2 separate regions of the Zea mays genome follow, and region 2 is linked to region 1. Evidence: chromatin contacts called from public Hi-C data. All regions are on one chromosome and are shown on one strand. Each heading gives the region's core, a stretch centred on a gene start, on an enhancer-like site or on the middle of the called end of the contact. The rest is flanking DNA. Distances are from core to core; before and after follow the strand shown.

Region 1 (7,825 bases), core at 1,724-4,223:
ATAGAGGATGAAGTGATTAAGAGGATTGGTCAAGCCAAAGTGAATAAGATATGAGGAATCGTGAATTGGCTTGACCATATTACTATCAGTTCATATATGCTTCTATGAGAATCAAACTAGAGCTTGATTGATCTTAACGGTTATATCTAGAAGACATTCAAGCAAGGTTCACAATATTGAAGAAATGATTCTCTCAATGGATGCTCAATATGATGTGACTCAAGAATGGCTTGATAGGGTGAAGATAGCAAGGAAAGGGCTTCGAGGAACTAAGCGAAGGTGGAGGCCAAGCGACGGCTTGTGGACCGAGGTACTATGGCTAAGGTGAAGAAGAGAGTACTTGCACTATAAGTCGATGAACTAATCAGCTATGAAGAGTTATAACATGTTGATGCATCAGTACGGTGACTTGAAGCCATGATTTAAACTCATATATGGTGATATGGTATAAGTCACAAGGTTTGAGTTGTGTTTGCTTCAAAAGGTGAGACAAAGATGTTTGTGATCCTTATGAAGCAACGCCATGGAGAAATCACACATGAGGCGCCAATTACTCAAGGAGTTTAGTTAATTATATTTTATTTAACTTGGGTATAGGAATCATCGTACTATAAAGGGATCCAAAAAGAAGGTTGGTGTTTGCCAAAGCTCAAGCATCTATATTCAGAAGCTATTTTTGAAAACCAAAAATCTCTTGAACGTTTTATGGTTGACAGTGGTTAGGTTTGAGAAACTGGGAGTGTTCTTGTTGAAAAACAGCTGCACTTCTTCAGCTGCAGTTGAGCTTTTCAGCTGAACTAAACTTCAGCTGAGTTGAGCTTCTTCAGCTGTAGTTGAGCTTTTTCAACTCTAGCTGAGCTTTCTCAACTCCAGCTGAACTTCAACTTCAACTGTGAACCTCTCTGACCATACACCAGTTGAACTTGCCTCTGGGTAGTTGAACTAGGGTTTTCTCTCCTGAACTTTCTGGTCAAGACCAGTTGAACTCGTTTTTCGGGGCAGTTCAACTGGTCTCTGACCCCTCTGACGTCTGACCAACAATCTGCCAGTCAGACTGGCGTACAGGTCGACAGAGTCGTTAGGGGCGGTTCAATCGCCCCCAGGGCGGTTCAATCGGTTTGGTCAACTTGGCTAGACTGCACAACAATCTGTCAGCCAGACTGGCAAGACTGACTGACAGGTCTGCCAAAGAGGTTCAACCGGTTTTCAAAAGAGGTTCAACCGAATAATTTTCGGCGTCATTATTGGAAAGCGCAGAAAATTAATATGACCAAAGAAAGTTTCTTGATTTTTTGTAGCGATGTAATTATGGTACAAAATGATCCAAAGTTTAAATTTATAAGTCGACTAAATATTTGAATTTTTGTGAGAGATCTGGGTAACGAATTTATGAAGCTCGCTAACTATATCCGTGTATTTGGTTTCTTAGATGTACGCGTCTAGGTCTGTGTCATCCGTTGACCGAGGAAGTGCACCTGCATGGTTGGTTGTATGATGGAGCTCTGAACTGCGCACACGGATACAAAGAAAGCCATTTTAGGAGACATGGGTTGCACCGCGGAGATGTGGGTAAGGTCCCGTATCCCACCATGTAGGTTTGGATGGGGCTACACGTCTGCATCGGGGAAACCAAACATATGGTATGTGAATATGGACTGTACGGAAACTACACAACCTAGCTACAGCCCGTTTGATGTTCGGCTTTTTTATTATGAGTTTTTTTTAGAATCGTTCTGGTTATGGACAGAATCTGGTTGCGGAGAGAATCTAAGTATCGTGGGGATTATATACGAAGTAAGGTGAAGTGGTCCATAGTGTTTAAGATATAGAAAGCGACGATTGCTCCTATCCCGATGACACGACTGATTTTCTGTTCACGTTGATTCTGAACGATTTTCACCAAAGTGATTCTCATCTTAACGGCTTAAAAAGCTGAACGTTTGGCAGTACAGTCGGCAAAGAAAGCTAAAACAACACCACCATAGTCACATGAAATAAGAGGAAATAAAATGGAAGACGAGAGAATTTTAAGCCACCAAATTGACCGAAAATAGTTCTATGAAAAAGTTCATGAGGATGTTAATGGGTGCATCTAGGACGATTACAGTCAAACATATAAATAAAATCCCCCTTTTTTAATAAAAAAAAGTATGCGAGACGGCGCCGAATATGTTTTGACGCTAGACGTAGGCTGTCGTATATCGAGCCACAGGCTTTTGAAGAAGATCCTCGTGACGTTACCAGTATCCCCGAGGAATATGATCAGATTATTCTGATAAAGTTACACCAGGCAAGAGAATTATTCTTTTTAAGGGTTAGTTTGAGAACTCCAATTTTACAAGAGATTCACAATTTTTCAAGAAAAAATGAACTAGTTTTCCTTTGAAAAATAGATTTTTTAAAAAAAATAGAAATAGATTGTAAAACTAGCTCTAAAGTAGATGGGAAAAAATATACATGAGATGAGCACCTCTCGCTCTCAGTAAGAGATGCTGAGGCGAATGGTTGACGTGGTGCATTGTATTGGCCCGGTATAGAGGCAGCCTGGTGGGCCGGGTGGTGGTGGTGTGAGCGACAGCGGCTGTCACTGTCGCTGTCACTACAGGGCCCCACATGCACGTCGTTTTCTTTTCTATTTCTTTTGCTTCCCGTAAACCCCACGTCGTTTTCTGGGTCTCTCTTCGCTCTCAGTTGAAGGCTAGCCTGCTGAAGGGTGCTTGCTTTTGTCTACCCAGTCAAGAACTCGAGAGGGTTATTCACACTGTCCTGTCCCTTCATCAGGCTCTCCATCCAAAATTAAAGCTAGCTGCTAGCTAGTAGACTTGAGCTGTTGAACACACAATTATTATATATACACCAATAAGACTTCATCGCTGATCTTCACCAGCATGAGCCTAGAACCCTAGCATATCCTGCCTGCAGTATCCCATGCATGCGCGCACCAGCTGGTGCGTGAAACCCTCGCTCCCAGGATGAGCCACGCGGGTCGAAAGCCAGCCATGTATCCTCTGCTAGTGCTGCAGCGAGATGCTGGCAGGATATGCTGTGCGTGTGCGTTGTGGAAAGAATCTACCCACGTTCATGGACGAGACATGGGTGCTTTGGTTTTTTCGACAGTGCCACAAGTGATCGAAAGCGTGCTGAAAATGAATCTATCTATCGGGGCTACAAGGACGTTTTTCAGTGGTGAGTGGTGCAATGCAAGAATCGACGGCATGCACATCACACACAAAAGCAGCCATGATCGATGAGAAGAGATGACTAGCTAGTGGAAACATCACTGTGTGAAACATGCTGCGTCGTCCTCCGGTTTTCAGAGTCCCGGCCGGCCCCCTTTGCATGTCTGAACCTTATAAAGTTGACATGAACTTTGAACCACCCCGCCCACCCCCCACCCTCAAAAAAAAAAAAACAAACAAACAAAACCAAAGCTGGATCAAGCAACCACCACGGCACACCACTGTTGCATGTCCATTACTCGCATGCATGCTGCACAAGCTGACGAGTGATACACATCTGTTCTGAACTTCTGATCCAGTGCACTGAATCTGGCCATGCATAGTACTATAGTACAATCGTCCTCAGAGATAAGTAAGGAGCTGCTGGTGCAATGCATGATGTGGTCATTATAATCGCAAGAGGCAGGATCAGCTAGCTGGCAACAAACATCTAGAAGCTCGCTCGCACACGTGCTGAATTCATCTGGCGGGAAAACAACAAGAGGGAGGCCGGCCGGCCGGCACCGCGCGCAAAAGGTGCATGGCTGCTGCTGGCCACCAAAGTCTTCTAAGCTTGGTAGCGACGTCAACCAACAGCTAGCGACTCGTTGCTTCCTCGATCTCTTGCGCCCCTGCGTGAATTAACCCTCTCTCTCCTCTCGTCTTGTATTATTGCTCTAAAGTCCGCGCACCTTGCAAATGGCATCTAACCGTAACGAAAAGATCCAATGGCGGCAACTGAGAGACAGCCACACAAGATGATGACTGGTGTTATTAGGCGCCCACGTGGCCACGTGATTGGATTTAGCTCGGCATTTTTTGGATTAATTATTTGCCACCAGAAAAATAAAATTTCAGTAGGCAATTCATCATTCGGAAAATAGGCAGATACCTGTCATCCAAAAAAAATATCCGGTGGCAGTTCGGAATGCACTAGATGAATTCACACGATGTGCTTTGTTGAGTGATTCAGATACTCCGCAGAGCCCAGAAAAACATTCGATAATCTCTTTGCTGAACGTGACTCTCGGCAAACAGGACTCGATGAAGCACCGTTAGGCCCGACGGATAATCGGGTCGTGCCCGCCCGGCCCGCCTGCCGCAGTCCAGGCACGACACGCCGGCAAATAGCAAAAAACTATACGTGAGTGAGGTTTTGAACCCATGACCTCCCTCTACAATTCAAGGAGGAAAACGCTAAATGGGAAAACACTAAATGAAGAAGACTAACCAGCAGAACTCTAGTGTATTTGTTGTAAATAGCAAATATAAAATATAAATATATATACCATGTTTTATAAAATGAAAAATATATAATCGTGCTGGGCCGGGCCGAGGCAGCGGCCCAAGCATGGCATGGCTCCCGGCCCGACACTATTAATGGTCGTGCTTCAGGCCGGCCCGTTAGGCACGGTCCATTTGGCCATCTATAGTAACGACTTCTTTGTCAATTACTTTTTATCGGACACTCGACAAAAGTCACCGTCACGGCGCTAAGCAACGTGACATAGTCTTTGTCGAGCGTCTGCTATATATGTTGGTATAGTACTCGGCAAAGAAGGCTCCAGTGAACTCCTTTTTGCCCGTCCCTTTTGACAGTAAAAATTGCACTTGCCAAAGCGACAAGCACTCGGCAAAGAGCCGAATCATGGTAGTATTAGGTGTTCAACTGGCTGGTGTATGCATCCAAACAGCTGGCAGAGCGTTTCTTTCAATCATGTCTTGTAAGATGAATCAGATTTGCTATGTGCAGAGCAAGAGACAATTTCCATGGTCAAAATTTTTACAATTCTAGGTGATAAGTATTAGGGTCTATTTGTTTAGAATTATACCTATCCAGATTATATAATCTGGACACATTATAATTCTAAACAAACAACCCCTTAGATTTTGTTTGGATACTCTAGTATTCATCTCAATCCACATGTATTAAGGTGGATTGGGGTATAAATTAGTTTAATTTACACCTCAATCCACCTCAATTAATCTGGACACATTATAATTCTAAACAAACAACCTCTTAGGTTTTGTTTAATTTACACCTCAATTCACCTCAATACATGTTAATTAGGTTTAATACTAGAGTATCCAAACAAGTTCATAGAGGGTAGTACAAGATCATTACGTTGCATCGTATTAATAGGGGTGGTAATGATCTCTAAATTTTACAATATAAAATTTAAGTATCGGATCGAATTAGAATCGGACTCTATTTCTATTAATTTTTAAATAAAAATAATTAAACACCCAAACTTGTTAGCGCGCACGGAAGCGGCGCCTCTTCTTCTCCCTGGGCTGTTATTGTCCCATTATCTGTAGAGACACATAGATGTGAGAGTTAAGTTCTATCTTATCTGGTTGTTAGGCGAGTTATGAAGAAGAAAACATATATTCACGTATAAGTAGGGGTGGTAATGGATTGTGATCCAAATAGTTCTTCACAAAATGTCAAAGCCCTAAATAAATTATAGCTCAAAAATGACTAGAAATAGAGCCCGATCCTAACCCGCTTTGATCCTTAAATCTTATAGTGCAAAATTTATAGCCCATTGTCAGCCCTACGTATAAGGCATGACGAAACTCACGACGTACATACCGAGTACATACCGATCACGTAGAGGCCGGTTAATATATTAATAATATGTATGTATGCGTATTAATATGATATCAGCCCATGGTGTGTGGGGTTGCTTAATATTTTTAATAAAATATCAAATAGAGATAAAGTTTGTCTATTGATATCAACCCAATAAAAAGATCTACTTACGCTGAACTGTCTGTAAAAGACGTGTCGCAGTCTAAATAACGAGACATTTTTTTCAATCGCACGGATACAACAGCGGCAGTACATATATGTAACCTAAATAAAGCCATATGTACTACTAATTATAGAACCAAATAATAACAATAAATCTTCTATTAATAACATTTTTAATAGTCAAACGGTTTGATAAAACGAGAGACAAAAAAATAGCTAACAACGGATGATTTCGTTCACCGATGTCGCTCATATCTTGAGCAACACTATAGAACAAAAATAATTGCATTGATAGGAGGTGTTGGCGTCGTTCTGGACGTTAAACACTGGAACGAACCACCTGACGGTGCTCTCTGTGAAGACACAGATGATCCGCGACATAGGACCAGACGATCCGCGACCTGGGAGCAAGAGCGTCTCCGCTTCATACGTCCGAACGGTCCGCACCTAGGGCTCGTACGGTCCTAGGGCAAGGCAAAAAACCCATAATCCGAAACCCGAACCCGGAATAACCAAACCCAAACCCGAAATATCTGAAACCTGAATTTCATTCGGGAATTTCGGGTAGCAAGTTGCAAAACCTGAATTTATTTCAGATAATTCAGGTATCATAATCGGGTACCCAAAATACCCGAATTACCCGAACTTTCATGTGTCATGTACTCATGTCATTCTTAATTATTAATTTGTGCATCTATAATTATGTGTAAGCATGACTTGTGATTGTAGATTGCTTGTGTTTCTATGTCCATGTATATCATTATTCAAACTGTATTTTTATACTAATTTAATAGGATGCATCTGTTTTTATGAAGCTGACACAACAGTTTGGGTACCCGAATTTTCGGGTATTGTAAAACCCGTTGTAATTTTGGGTATCGATTCTCAAAACCCAAAATTTAAAATACCCGAATTAGCCGACCCGAAATTTCCGGGTAACCCGAACGCTCACCCCTAACGGTCCGTTATGGCGCAGAGAGTCGTCTTCTTCACAACAGACCTAGATCTCGCCTCCCGGGTGGGACCCCGTCGGGAAGGAGAGATCCTAGGGTATGTCTTGGCGTCGGCAGGCCACCCAAGACGCCTCCAATCGACGTAGAGATGTAAAGATTTGAGGTAGAGGAAGGCTAAACTAGAGCTACTCCTAATGCATAAGGTAAAAACGATAAGTAGAGTTGATTGTATCGATTGTGTGGGTTTAATCGGTCATAGCCCTTCATCTATATAAAGGGGAGGTCTGGACCTGTTATAAGTCGGTTTTCGAGTTAACCCCGCAGGTTTAGCTAACAAATCCCGCAAGAAATCCGGAACCCTAACTAATTCTGCGCACGCGCGGATGGTCCGTGCCACTACGACGGACCGTCCGGCCTCAGGGCCGGACTATCCACCAGGTCATTTTCTGTGCCCAACATATGCCCCCTGCCTTTTGGTGGAGGTTGACAAACCAAAAGCATATGCACTAAGCCTAATGCAAGTCACCGCCTTTTCAATCCAAATGGGTGATCATTCAATAGAGCTCTAATGCATAAAGACTGTTTCATATTGCATATTTCTCGGCCATGACCATCTAACCAAAAGATAAAAAGTTATAGAATGGAGGTGCCCCCACCCTGAATAAGTAAATGGACTATGTATATACCACTGGTTCTTCGTCGTACCATTCCACATTTGAATAGGACAATATACCGATGATGAGTAGGTGAGTGAAAGGTATCTTGGCATCACAGGATGAATAAGCGATGCTTGTTGCGTCGCCTTTCGGGTCATTTTATTCGGATGTTTTGTTTTAGCGGGTGACTGGGGTTTCTTTGTTGGTCGATCGCATAGATAGGCCTTCTTACTAGTATAT
Region 2 (7,825 bases), core at 3,215-5,714, 140 kb before region 1:
GTGGATTGATGAGTTTCCCTACGCTCGGTTTGGGGGGAAGCAACATCACATATGTACAAGGTCAGTTTGGACGCCGCAGCATCCATCCAGGAACGAGACATCAGTCCGCGAGCCAGTCCAGGTTGTAGCACTCCTCGGCCACCTGCACGCGGAGGTCAGGGATGACCTGCTCGGCCTCACGCCACAGCAGCGCCGTCTCCTCGTCGCACACGACGTGTCCGAGGGACTTGAGCGAGGACGACGACCTGGGGAGGCTCCTGAGGCGCGAGCACTCGCGCATGTCGATCTTCTCCAGGCTCGTCAGGTGGCCGAGCTCCTCGGGGAGGTCCGTCAGGTTGATGCACTGCGAGATGTCCAGGTACTTGAGCCGCTTCAGGCTGCACACCGACGCCGGCAGCCGCCACAGCGCCGGGCAGGCGTACACGCGGAGGATGCTGAGGCAGCGCAGCCGCCCCAGCTCGTATGGCAGCTCGGTGAGGTCGTGGCAGTTGGAGATGGAGATGGTCTCCAGGGACCCGATCTCGCAGACGCTCGGCGGCAGCTCCTTGAGGTCTATGCAGTGGTCGATCGTCAGGTTGGACAGGCGCGGGAACGTCGTCGACAGGTCCATCGTCGACCCTCTTAGACTGCTGTTCAGCTCGCAGAGCACGAGCGAGATCTTGTGCAGGTTCCTCAGCGGGATCGTCGTCTTGGGCAGCGGCGGCAGCCTGATCTTCTCCAGCCACAGGCTCCTCAGCCCGCTCAGCGTGGTGAAGGCGGAGAGGTTGTCCAGGGCTGCGCTGCTGCTGCTGCTGCCGTAGTTGATCAGCACCAGGGCCTTCAGGTTCTGCATCGTCGCGATGAACGGCGGCAGGTAGTACAGGCTCGACGCGAAGTTGAGGATCAGCACTTCTGCCTTGGGGAAGCTCATCTGGAACCAGTCGGATTCTTTCATTTCGCCTGGAGTTTTGGAAATAGTTGGAAATTTCAGTAGGAATTCAGAATAAGCGCACTAAATAAGTTGGATGACGAGTTGTTAGCGATGAATATCTACAAATGTAATGAAGAACAATTAACTACTAACGCTATACCTGTATGAATGGAGACTATCTGAGCTTCAAACGGAGCATCCTTGTTCCTCTGCCAATCCCTCGGAAGTGTTTCTTCCCTTCTCGGCATCACCAACCGCCTGCGCTTGTTGAGCGGGTCACGCCCGCTCATGTGAAGAGCAAGATCTCTCAACACGTCGTGCTGTGTCACCGAGTAGTCATGGTAGCTACTGTACAGATCTCCAGCCTTGTTCCTGCACGTATAGAACAGCAGAGTTAGAAAAACCTGTTATTGGGATATCTAAGTTCTGAACATTTTGAAGCACATAAATGTCCGATGATACGTACTGTGCATCGTTAACGAGGGTAAGAAGGTTCTTGTTCGAAAGCTCAACCAAGATGGCAAAAGCATCTGGCTCATCAAGGTCATGGATCTCCATCCAGATGTTGATCAAGACGTCGAGGGGGATCTTCTTGTCCTCCGGGAAGCAGCCCAGGTCAAGGAAACAGTCCCTAACCTTCTCGGACAAGCACTCGACACTGGCCGCCATCCTCTCCAGAAGCTTGGTCTCATGGCAGTCAGAAATGGCCTCTCCTCGAGACAACCGGTTTTTGGCGCTGAGCCAAATCTTCGGAGGCTGGTCGCGCAGCGACGCGCCGATGACCTTCAGAGCCAGAGGGAGACCTCTGCACTCTGCAGAGACCTGCCTGACCAATCTCTTGTCGGCGGTCTGCGGAACACACTCCTGGTCGAACGCAGCGCGGCAGAAGACGGACAGAGCCGCCGCCTCGTCTAGCAGCTGCATCTCATACGTCTGTTTCACCAGCGTGGGGAACTTGAACCTTGATACGACTAGGGTCTTGCACCCAGGGAACTTGAAGATGAGCTCCTCAAGCTGCGGGAGAGACCAAACATCGTCGAGGATCACAAGGACGGGTCCTCGGTCCCTTGGTCCTAGCTTGAGCTGCCATTCTGGGATCTGGTTGTATGTACCCAGCACCATGTTGCCGCTGATCTGCTCCCACAGCTTCATCTTGATGGCCTCCAGATTCGCGGACTGCGAGATCGTCTCGAAGAAGATCCTGTCGTTGAAGTAGGCTGTAGAAAAAAAGAAACTATGTCAGAATCATGAAAAGGGGTGGGGGAGAGAGAGAGCTTGCAAACAGGGAGCAGATATGTAGCCATGGGCTTTTGATGAGATCCATAATCACCATGTTGACCACAAAGCATACCATGAAGTTAAGGACATGTACAGTGGTGTTTAATGTGGAGGCTCTTAAGGTGTTTAAGGGGTTATTTGCAAAAAAATCTTAGAGCCGTCTCTCCGTGAAGAGACGCCTCTGGCTCGTAAACCAAGTAGCAACAGACGCCTCACTTCCCACTGTACGAATTTGTCGTCTGTTCTATCGATCTGATGCTATACAAATACATTTAATTTTGTATTTATTAATAGACTACGTTTATAGACACTCCACTGTACAATAGAGTCTCTTAGTTGTCTCCTGTGCTTGGAGAACCGTTTTGGTGTCTCTCCACTGTACATGCCCTAAGATCAGCTACGGTTTGGGATAGCAGTCACTTAAAATCGTTGAATATATGTTGTTGTGACAATTGAATTTAAGTTTACTATGAGTTTTTTGGTGGAAAACAGAGATGATGGAGCTACAAACCCGGGTTGCGGCATTAGGGGTATTCTGGTATTGACCTCAATCCACATGTGTTAAAGTGGATTGGGGTGTAAATTAGTTTAAGTTACACCTTAATCCACCTCAATATATATAGATTATGGTCAATACTAGAGTACCTAAACTAGGTCTAAATCAACATCGTCATCCCAATTCCTTGCACTGAAAGGAGATCCTAAAATTAGCACAGCTCCAGATTTTTTTTTCTTCAAAAAAGCAGGTTACTTGGATCTGAATTGGGTTTATTCTATGTGAAATAGATTTGATTAGTCTCATGTGCGGTTCGTTAAGCAGATACGTATCTTGATTTAAGATTAAGTAGCCACCATGGTCCATGAACACGACACGATAAGGTTACTCAAGTCCAAGCATGGTAATTCACAAAAGCAATCTGAAACCCCATCACAACAGTACAGTTGTCACTAGCTGGTGGTCAAAGCGCCAAATTTGACCGAACATGTGGTTTGGGGAAAAACGAAAGCATCAACCTCGCCTTTACCTAATTGCACGACACGCACGCAAACCAACCACCTACGATGCTATGCCGCCAATTTGGAGAATTTAGCACCCACTATTCATGGGGAAGATGCAATTTTTGCAGGGAAGGACAGGACGATTCCTGTGAAAGACGCGACCTTTGCACAGGATTTGGAAAGAACTGAAGGAAAAGAAGGTTTGGATCTGGTGGTCGATGTTCTGCTTACCTCGGACCTTGTGATCCCTGAAGACCTCCATGGCGAGCGTGGTCTTGCCGCTGCCGCCCATGCCGGAGATCCCGACCACCTCCCAGCTGCCGCCGCCGCTCATAACCATCTCCTTCACCTTTTCCTTGGCCACCTTGACGCCGCCGCCAACCATCCCCTCCGCGTCTTCGTGTCCGTCGGCGATGTCCATGGCCATCACCCCGGCTTTGGCGGGCGCCGCCTTCGCCGGCACCGGCTCCGACATAGCCATGCCCTTGTGCTGCGGCACCTCCTTCGTCATAGCGACGAAGGCGGGCTTAGCGAGCGGCGCCTCCATCGGCATGGGCACGCCCTTGTGCGGCGGCGGCGCGACGGGGACGGAGAGGGCGGGGGGCGGCGGCTGCGCGGTGGCGGCGGCGATCTCCTCGACGCGGCGCTCGAGGCGACCGATGCGCGCGTCGGCCTCGTCGCGGAGCCTGCGCACGCCGCCGATGACGTGCGCGGGGGCGTGGCGCTCCAGCCAGCGCGCGATGCCGCGGTCGGCCGCCTCCATCCGGCGCGACAGCTGCGCGGCGCGGTAGACGTTCCAGCGCGGGGACGCGGCGGCGCGGCGCGCCAGGTCGAGCGCCTCCCTGACCCGCGCCGCGAGCTCGCCGAGCTCCCCCGCGGAGCGCTGGGTGCTGTGCGGGCCGAGGCCCTGGACGAGCGGCAGCAGCGGCTCGACGCTCCGGCGCAGGCGCTCGGCGGTGGAGCGGCAGAACAGGGTGCCCTGCACCGCGTGCAGCACCTCCCGCAGGGCCTCGCCGGCCAGCTGGTCGAGCAGCATCCGGTCCATGGTCGCCGCCGCTAGCAGGTGAGACCGAGCTCCTCGTCGATCGCCTTCCTCTACCTCTATTCTCTGTCGCCGCCCTCGGCTCCTGCTCCTGCTCCTGCTCCTTCTCCTGCTTGCGTGTGCTTGGTGGAGGGAGTTGTTCAGCTGGGTCTGGGTGAGTGAGGGGTCGCCATCGGCGTGGTGGAGGAGGCGGCCGCCGCGTGTGGTTTCGCGCGGCGGGGAGTGGAAAGGAGGAGATTAGTTATAGGGAGGCGGGAGAGTGCGAGACGGCGGTTTGGGGGTCAACCTCCGCGGTGAAGGGTCGCCGCCCACTGGAGTTCAGATCTGAGGAGCTCTCCGTCACTGACACCGCTGGCGCCCACGTGGGGCCATCCCGCCGTGTCGACACCGCTAGTGGTCACCAGAATGAAACCTCAGCTCCCTCACTTAACCAGTAGACCTGAGCTACCTTGGTTTACTTTGGAAAAAGAATGAAAAAAGGGGCACTAGTAGTGCCTTCATGTTTTTATATCATCATAAAATGTGATTGAATTATACATGTCAAACGCCCTTTATTAAACTGCATAGTACACTTAGGTTAGCATCCATCTCACATGCATACTGAGTCGTTGGCAAAATCCAGCATGGAGTCCACTGTCCACATGCATCTTCCCCTCCCTCATTCTCTCCCTTAACCTCTCAACCTCAACCACAGGAGAAATGAAAACCCATGTGATCAAAGATTTCAACGCCTTGAGAGTCTTGGAGATGTATCTTAGAGAGTCCTTGTCTGGTTAATGATTCGTGGAGAGTACATTTGACACTTGACAGCCAAATAGTCTTTGTAGGGTTGGGAATCCATGTAGCAGATGGTACAAGGTGACATTAGCTTTGCAAGATTAGATTGGTAGTTGCCACCTTGTTAGCCACCCAACATGGCCTTTTATTCGCATGATCGCTCACTATTAGGTTGACCATCCATTATGAAAATCGCTAGCGATGACACCGGGTATCAAATCACCGTAGTTATTTGTATATTCCATGTTTAAAAGAGCAAAACATTCAAGTTTTTGTCTAAACTTATGTATATGTATGTAAAAAAATACATATATCTATATTACCAAATAAACATTATTAGATTATCCTGGAACATATTTTTGCAGTACACTATTTCGGAGAAAAATATGGACAAATTTATTAGTCAACCTTAAGTTTATTTGACTTAGGACAAAATATTACCATGACAATGTCTTGTGGACAAAGGGAGTCGGTGTTATACAGATAATCTATAATTTAGCCACTTACCTAAAAGGCCCTTATAGTTGATCAAAAGCTCATATAATCCTTTCATGAATGACAAAATACTCACGGCAATGATTAAACTCGAGAAAAAATTAAATAAATATTGAGTTGTTGAGAAGATGATGCCTGAAGCATTGGTAGTTGTTTAATTTATTGTTTTTTCCTTGCTGGCGGGTGCATGCTTGAGTACATCTCTGGTATGGACGATTTTTTATATGGGCGTCAGCCACAGCACTCGATCGTAGCTATTTGAGCAATTAAATGAGCACCGCCAAACTTTATTCATTTATTCATCACACTGCACGGACTATGATTATTTATGAGATATCCAGAACTCTAGCCCGGCACCTTGTTTTCAAACCTGTACCTTCTTGTATATTTCAGTATAAATTCAACAAACTACGGGAGCAGCTTTGAAGCCAAACGAGTACACATAGTTGTACACGTACCTGCTCATCACTGTTGGTGGTGAAGAGTTTTTCATGCGGTCAAACATGTTCTTGGCGTTTTTTTAATACCATGCACTAAATAAACCATAGGGCCTACGTGCGACATGCGGGCAGCCATTGAATTCAGATCTAACGGACCAAAAGGCTCGCTTATAAGGATAAAAGTTGGATGAGAAAATCTAGAATCGACCGTTATCGTATAACTGATTTTATTAGTTTTGTTCGGATTATTTTCGATCCCGATTTAAAAAAACAAAAACATGATGTAAAAACGGTAAACGAAAACGAAAATTGTAGAGTTGTTTTCCCAACTCTTTAGCTGGGACCCCTTTTTAATCGGGATGATCCCGTGATGTATTCCGTATTTGTAATTCGGAAACAACTCCATTCGTCATGATCCAGAAATGAAGTAATCAACTTATGTGCTATAGTTAACTATGTGTGCTACAGATTTATGGAGCTTTTTATCTAAGACTTGTGTTTGCCATTTTTTATTTGTTGTTAAGTTATGAACATATGGTTTTATGGTGTGATTTTACCGATCTAAAATATCGGTTCCCATTCGATTTCAGCATTTACCCGACCGAATTTTATCGTGTTTCGATTTTCGTATTCATCCCATTCGTTTTCGTTTCTGATATATCCTATTTTCGTTTTCGTCCCGCAAAATAAATATGAAAATAAAAACGGTAGAGGTGTTTTTCCGACTATTCCCGACCACTTTCATCCCCTACTTGCTTGCACTCTTACCCCTAATGACTGCTTGACTGCTTGTATAGTAGTCATTGACGTTGCCTTGTTGGTCTAGCTTATAAGTAACCATTTGTAGGATTATAAATACCCATGTTTGGTATTATCTGGATGTCGTCGGATGCATGATCGATTTAGATGAAATTTAATTCAAGTCCCTTTGTCGTCCTGTTGTACCTCCTCCGCCGTCCTACGGGTGCCTCCTCCCAGTGAATAACATTAAAGTGTTTCCATACTGCACCATCGGATGCGTGCACCATCTTGTCAGGATTGTTTGACCCATTTAGATGAATTTAGACCAATATCATCAAAAACCTCCCTTTGGGAAAATCCCCGGGTCCTGATGGGTTTAATTCGGATTTTATAAAGAAATGTTGGCCCACCATTTGCGAGGATTTCTATGACCTATGCAATGGGGTTTATGATCACAAGATCTGTCTCTAGAGCATTAATAGATCATTCATCACGTTAATTCCCAAAAAGGATAATCCAGTTTCGGTCAATGATTCCAGACCCATCTCGCTTCTAAATTCCTCTGCCAATTTGATCACTAAAATCTTGGTAGACAGGTGAAAGGGAAATAATCTCAAACATTTTCTATAATCGATTTTGGTGTTTGACGACCATCACAAACCTTTTGGACTAACCAGTTTGCCTAGTTGATAATTTCACAGGTGCATAAATTCATCTACAACCATTCTAAGTCGACTGTCCGGAATACCGTAGATTATTCCGGACAGGAGAAGTTTTTTTGGAAAAACACCTAAGCGCGGACCGTCCGGGCCCTTGCGGCAGACCGTCCGCGACACCAAAGTGAGCCTCAGACAGGAACACTACATAAACGCAAGTCAACACTACGGACTGTCCGATGGAGAAGCGAGCACCGTCCGAGACCAAGCGCGGACCGTTCGGCCTCAGGCCCGGACCATCCGGTCGGTGAAAACCAGAAAAACCCAAAGGTGACGGGTTCGGTAAAATGTATTTTTAGCATCCTCGCAGACCGTCCGTGGTGCACGATCGGACCATCCACGACTGCTTTATCTGACATCTGACGACACATTTAATGCAAAGTAGCCGTTGATATATCCGTTACTGCTGACCGTTGCGATTTTAGCC

What was found. Hi-C and Micro-C count contacts between places; a contact is called where the count stands out from the background.
Region 2: a contact with region 1 is called in a Hi-C map of bundle sheath, with 4 times the contacts expected there. The contact joins the promoter of LOC103640507 here to the enhancer-like site in region 1. A contact is called at or near these places in 12 of 25 Hi-C or Micro-C datasets (bundle sheath, ear, endosperm and 5 more) and 2 of 3 datasets of contacts at active chromatin or transcription factors (leaf and seedling).

The regions. Positions count from the first base shown.
Region 1 is chr1:167,846,334-167,854,158 of Zm-B73-REFERENCE-NAM-5.0, reverse strand. No RefSeq gene overlaps it. Among protein-coding and RNA genes, the nearest start is that of LOC118476071, 120 kb to the right of the region's middle. Within about 2 kb of position 2,973, at least 19 of the 20 cell types and tissues checked have an H3K27ac peak or open chromatin away from gene starts, as enhancers often do. A contact at or near this core is called in bundle sheath, ear, endosperm and 5 more, where this site is marked.
Region 2 is chr1:167,983,885-167,991,709 of Zm-B73-REFERENCE-NAM-5.0, reverse strand. LOC103640507 (putative disease resistance protein At5g47280) reads right to left here and starts at 4,464. Exons shown (of 4, transcript XM_008663275.4): 1 at 3,419-4,464; 2 at 1,377-2,127; 3 at 1,071-1,282; 4 at 1-939. The coding sequence starts at 4,232. The coding sequence ends at 101.